2 separate regions of the Triticum aestivum genome follow, and region 2 is linked to region 1. A link is a contact called in public Hi-C data. All regions are on one chromosome and are shown on one strand. Each heading gives the region's core, a stretch centred on a gene start, on an enhancer-like site or on the middle of the called end of the contact. The rest is flanking DNA. Distances are from core to core; before and after follow the strand shown.

Region 1 (3,234 bases), core at 414-2,913:
GTATTCACACATGTATTATGTTTCCGGTTAATACAATTATAGCATGAATAATAAACATTTATCATGATATAAGGAAATAAATAATAACTTTATTATTGCCTCTAGGGCATATTTCTTCAGCCATGACAATGCCCCCAGGGAGGAGACGGCGTCAACAAGCGTCGCCGTTGCCCGCAGCCGCAGCCGCGCTGGATTTCTCCTTGGCCATGTCCATCAACGTCCGAGCGTAGCAAACTAGAAGGGAGGGCAACCACCTTGGGCCATCACTGCGGAGAGGGGAGGAGCCGGATGTCGTCACGCCGCCAACCGACGAGTCCATTGCAGCCCCCTGTCGGGGAAGACCAAGGCCTGCATCAACCCGCTATAGCCCCGCCGCCCTCACGGCCAGGGAATGCAGCGCCGCCCGGACACCGCGGCACAACCAGCCATGATGCCCGGCCATCCACCTCGTCGCGCCTCCGTCCCAGCGTACCATCCCCGGAGCACCGACATGATCCCACGCGCCGCCCGCAGCCCGCTGGCTAGATCCGGCCGAACCAGAGCAGGCCGACCCGGTGGCCACGCGCAGCCTTCGTGCCAGCTGCCGTGCTGCCAGCCCCCGCGCTGCGCACGCTCCACCCGACCACCACCTAGCCGCCCATCCCATGGCCATGACGCCAGATCCGAGCGAGCCGCCGTGGCCAAACCACCATCGAGCACCACCAGGTCCAGCTGCCGCGCTGCCCCAACAGCCACAGCAGCCGGCACACCATCGCCAGGTCCCGGGGCCGCCGTCGACCGGGCGCCTTGTCCAGGGCCAACGCGCCACGCATATACTCACCTTTATGAACGCATACACACGCATATCCTATCTCTATGAACATCTCTGAAAGACTGAGCCGACATATCATCCTGATGCTACTCGCTGAAAGATCAACATATCCGGCTGGTGCAGCGAAAAGAAACCCGGGCTTCTTAATTAACTCCGAGCACTATACGTGTAAGCAGCCGTCCATCGGTGCAGAATTTCTCGGCTTGCATTTCGACCAGATAGGATGACACGACAGATTGAGGATATTTTGTTCCGGAATAAAATCCGCGCGCCCGCCAGGCGGAATATTAAACCTCTCGCTAGCTAAGGGAGGAAAATGTTCCGGGGCGAGTGCGCATAAGCAAAGCTGGCACGCACGATCGCTTCTTCGATCGGCCTCTTCCTTTTCGTAGAGAAATATAAGCATTGCTCCTATTAGGCTATTACCATTAGTAGAAATCAGTGTGAGGTTCAGTACATAGCTTTTGGGCACCGGAGCAGGCCATTATTCATATTCACAGGAACAAAAATCCCTGAAAGAGGCAAAAGTGAAAGCAACTGACGGGCTCGAAGACGTGTAGGATCCGCCCGTGCCCTCTGACGAATTAATTAATCCCTGCGCTAAACAAGTCTTGAGTTTGCTGCATGCGCGTGGTCTGCTCGTGTGCCGTACAAGAGATGACAAAAAATTAAAGGCACGCACGCAGACGCAGCCGAGGAGACTGACTTGAAGACCCGGACTTGGTTTACTCATTCGGGTCTTCCTTGGGCGCGAAGGGACGTCGATGGCTATCTTTGTGAGTAGTAGTACCACGCACCACCCACGTCGGCGTCGTCTTATCGTCGAGACAGGCGGTGTGAACTGGTTCGTGGCTTGATCTGATTCTGATCCCGCGTCGGGGGGTGAGTGACTGAGCTCATGATATCTGCACTAGTCTAGGGCAACCACGCCTGGTCCAAGTCTAATTACGGAGAGAGATCTTCTGAAAGCGTGTGGGAGCACTTGTTAATTCATTGGGAAAATATGGCAAGACGAGCATCCTGCACACCCTGCCGTCCTCCCCGCCTTTGGATCTTTCCAAACGGGCACTCCCCATCCAAGAAACAAGGACCAGAAGAAGATTTTGCCTAGGCCACGGCGAGAATGCGCTGAATCCTCCTCCTCTTTTGGATCTTCCAAACCGGGCATTCCCGTCCAACATAGAAACAAGGGGGAACATCCCAGAACAAGATTAGATTATGCCTCGCTGAATCCTACGGGAAAAAAAATCTCAGTTATGCCTACATGCATGCACCTGAATTACGCTACTCCCATAAGCTGATGCCACGGCGTGAGCGCACCAGCTTTAGGTATATTGTACTACCCTCGTTCTGATTTACTAATCCCCTCATATTTTTTTAAGAGTACGCAAAATGCATACCTTGGCTTTATAGAAGAGAAAGAACTCTATGACGTTGTGTTCTCCTCTTCCTCGCGCTGCTGCCCACAGAAATAATTCCTTGTGAACTGCCTCGGCTACGTCCACTTCAAAGGCCGTGGTGCTGTCGCGAAAGACTCTATCGTTCCTCTGTTTCCAAATGTTCCTATATGCTGACGTGCAAAGGGTATCGAAACCTTTGCGATCTCTCTTGTTGATGCGCTTCCTGGAGGCCATCCACCAATCACCCAATGTATGATCCCTGGTAGGCGTGAGCTCAGTGTCGATGCCAAGTCTCCTGAAACAGGGAAACCATACTTGCCTGGCATACACACATTGTATGAGAAGGTGCTCCACCGTGTCCTCCTCCTGCTTACACAGAAAGCAAGGCGAACTATGCTCTTGCATTCCGTGTCTGTGCCTATGGTCAGATGTCCAAATCCTATGTTATAGGGCTAGCCACATGAAGATCTTACACATTAGCGTAGCCCAACATCGCCAAACTGCCGAAGCGAATTGAAACCGAATGCCTCCATGGCACATCATCTTGTAGGCCGATTTTGCCGAATAAGTGCCGCTAATCTCCCACTGCCAGATCAAGACGTCCTCCATGTTTGGCCTCAACTCCATTTGGAGCATTATCTCCCACATTCTTATGAACTGGAGCAGCTCCTCCGTGTTCAATTCACCCATAATATCCTGGGTCCAAGCATCGAAGTGAAGCGCTTCATTGACCTTCCTCCTATTCACCACTTGTTTCCTGACTTTGCGAATGAGGAGTGGCGCGATCTCGCTGACGTTAGATCCATTGGTCCAATGATCCCTCCAGAACAACACTTGCGAACCCTTGCCAATGATACTCTCTTTGTTCTTTTTTACTTTGCGCATAACTCGTCGCTCGCGTACCAAGGAGAGGCCCGTTCGAAATTCTATTGTTTTACGAGAAGTCACATCAAGCCGCCTCCTACCCAAAAAAGTAGGGTTTCTCTGCCTCCCGCCCGCCCTGGCGTCAGTCCGCCCCGTCTA
Region 2 (3,234 bases), core at 401-2,900, 42 kb before region 1:
TCTATAAGAGTGTTACATTCGAGAATATTTTTAACATTTGTGAACATTTTTAAATGTGTTAACTTTATTTTTACTCTGAAACTAAGCTCCCTAAATTTGGAGCTTCCAGGGCTGCTTTATTTCAATTTCAGACATTTAAAAAATATGTCAACATTTTTAAAATTTGCATTTTTAATCTAATCCATGGTTCTAATTTTGCAAAAAAACATCCATGAAAATCTTTTGATATAATGAATTTTTCAAATAAAAAAGATAGCTGGTTTTTTTAGAACATACACGTATATGAGTGTTATTACTTACGAGCATGTGCTCACATCAGATTTTTTTCCTCGACTGAACATGAAGTAGGTCCACACCAGAACTAACAGCGACAGAAAGAGCTTCTGTTGCCTGCAGCCTTATGCCCATTATACTAGAGATGGAGTTTCTAATCCAGCACAATTGTGAATAGTAAAATAGAAAACAGTAAATAAATTCAAGCAACCTGGTATTGTTTGGCAATAGAAATTGCTGAATGTTGTACATGCGTGCAAATTTTCGTGAAGAAAAAACAATCAACATCAATGCTCCAAAAAGACTCCTTTTGAAAGCATTTTGTAACACTTGTTTTATTTCATTTTTCAAGGGCATTATGAATGTTTTTTTCGTCACAGAAATTTCCACGATTGTCGAAGATTCAACAATGTTTGATGCCAAAAAAATCAAATCTTGTTGTTGTTTTACTTCTTTTTTTTGTATTGTCCATGGCGGGTGCATTTGATCTCTATAGCACTTTCACCATTATAAATTTCTTCTGTTTCCTGAGAAAGCCCGTCTTATATTTTTTGCAGGGAACTAAATCCCATTCGACTGTTCGCGACCTACACTCCCACTCCATCCATCATCCTAGCCAACAACCGGCCCATATCGGCCTCGTCCAAACTAGTGTACAAACTTGGGCGACATGATCCATCTTGCTATCTTCGCAAGTTCTTTTCATATTTTAGGGAAGCTATATCTTGTCAAGCTGGGATCACGGTTCGATGACTTTTGCAGGAATTACAATTCTGACTCGTGCTCACGGTGGCCGAGTTTAGTTAGGGTCAGACTATTTAGACTATTCTTGGCTGAATTTGGCATTATACTCTATCAAGATCAGCATTCTCAATTTCTATTCAAAACTTGTTTAGGTCCCTCTACAAATCTCGTACTCCCTCTGTAAACTAATATAAAAACGTTTAGATCACTACTTTAATGATATAAACGCTCTGATATTAGTTTACATAGGGAGTATGTTGAAGCTCCGCCACAACATGCTCAACTTCTGCACACATATAACCGCAAGCAACCAAAGCTTCTCACGTCGTGTACTCCTACTAGGATGCATCCACTCACGAATCAACGCGCGCGTCTCCCTAATTGGTACCCCCTCCGTTTCAAATTACTCGTCGCGAAAATGGATGTATTTAGAACTAAAATACATTTAGATACATCCATACTTGCGCAAGTAATTCGGAACGGAGGTAGTAGTTGGCCGTCCATCTTCCGTACGATCACAATGGTCTAACTGGACGCGTCATAGGTTTGTTTGCATTAGCCTGCTGGGACCTTCGGACCTGTACGTGCACGTCCTGCGGAGACCAGGACCGATCGACAGGTCATTCTCTCGGCGTCCGAAACCGATCGGGGCGTGACCCGGACGCCACCTAGCCGCACACACCTCACCTTCGCACTGCTCCATAAATTGATCGATCATAGATCATCTCGCGATCGCCCTGTTCTCGCGACCGACGCGGAAACGGAATGATTTTCCCGATCGAAATGATCGGCGGGAAACATCGGAGAAGCGCACGGTGGATCACCTCATCTGGCCCAACCGAACGGGTCCGCTGCACTGCGGCGCCAGCGCGTTCCTTTTGTCGCGTGGGACACCAGGACAACTATATACCGATATAGTACCACCAACCTACTTCTTCCGTCCGGAAATACTTGTCATCAAAACGAATAAAAAAAGAATGTATCTAGATGTACGTAAGTAGGCCTACTACTACGTGCGCCTCTCCGCCGGGTCGCACGGGCATCGATCTCTAGCTTGCTGCTTGATCCGTCGCGGATGGATGCATCATCCTGTCATGCTGCACCTCGGCCCTGACGAATGGCAACCCGCGGCCAACCACGTCGGCTTTCATGCCTCAACACGGCATCCATCGAATCCTCCCCCCATGCCGTCTTTCTTTTTCTCTCTTTTGCGTGGCTTCCCCCATGCCCGTTTGATGGAATACTTCAAGGACTGATACGATGTGACACCTGGTGTTGAACTTCTGATATGGTGCTAATGTCCAACTTCTTGACAGATTCGCTACAAGGCAAATTAAAGCAGCCCTGCCCATGCGTACACATGGAAAAGAATAAGCTCATCCAAATCGGGTTGCAAGTCCAGTGCAACCTCAGATCGGTCACTCCGGTCTCACGCTTCCGCTGCCGCCAGTTTTCGCATATTAGGGCGTGTTTAGTTGGTATACTAAGTTTGCCGCACTATATCGTATCGCAAATTAGATAAGTTTAACCGAGTTAACCGTTGTTTGGTGTGTGGCCACGGTTGTGACAAGATCGGTTTCATAAAAGTGTAGCAATGCCGCCTCAAGTGTGGCACAAAATTTGATCGTCTAACTAGTATCACCCTTCAATAGTTTTGGAGAATGAATATAGATGCTAAAGTTCAAACTGGATATATGTTGTGCATAAAAACTAAAACATCCGAGTTTGACCCCATACCTAGGAAGAGCGTCCGCCCATCTATGTTAAGTTGCATGTCAGACATCACCTCCCCCCCCCCCCCCCCCACCCCCTCACGTCCATGTCCCTCTCATGTCCTCATCGCTTGGCACAGAAAAATAAATCATAGATGTCGGAGTAAGTGATCATGGGTAGCCTAACCGGCTCCCCCTGACCTTTCTGAAAAAATTACGAGCCGATTCGGCTCTCAAGAAACTAAGACATGGGGCCGCCTTTCCCTGGCCGGCTGTCTCCCAGGCCGGCTATTGGAAGGCGGCCCGACTTCAGCCCTCATGAAGAAATCCGCGGGAGGGCCGGCTCCGAGGAGCCGGCTGCGAGAAGGCCGACTCCAAGGAGCCGGCTCCCATAAAGCGGTCAAGACCGTACCCGTGAAGTCTGCATCCACCTAACGGCGATGTGACGGGGCGTGTCTACAGTGAAGCCTGCCACCCCCGAATCCCGGAGCGCGCCTGGCACAGT

The links. A called contact is a pair of places that touch in the nucleus more often than the background predicts.
Region 2: a Hi-C map of leaf shows a contact between it and region 1, with 3 times the contacts expected there. The contact joins two enhancer-like sites. A contact is called at or near these places in 2 of 5 Hi-C or Micro-C datasets (leaf and root).

The regions. Positions count from the first base shown.
Region 1 is chr2A:546,972,185-546,975,418 of IWGSC CS RefSeq v2.1, reverse strand. No RefSeq gene overlaps it. Among protein-coding and RNA genes, the nearest start is that of LOC123189357, 12 kb to the right of the region's middle. Within about 2 kb of position 1,663, at least 2 of the 8 cell types and tissues checked have an H3K27ac peak or open chromatin away from gene starts, as enhancers often do. A contact at or near this core is called in leaf, where this site is marked.
Region 2 is chr2A:547,014,472-547,017,705 of IWGSC CS RefSeq v2.1, reverse strand. No RefSeq gene overlaps it. Among protein-coding and RNA genes, the nearest start is that of LOC123189359, 7.3 kb to the left of the region's middle. Within about 2 kb of position 1,650, at least 3 of the 8 cell types and tissues checked have an H3K27ac peak or open chromatin away from gene starts, as enhancers often do. A contact at or near this core is called in leaf, where this site is marked.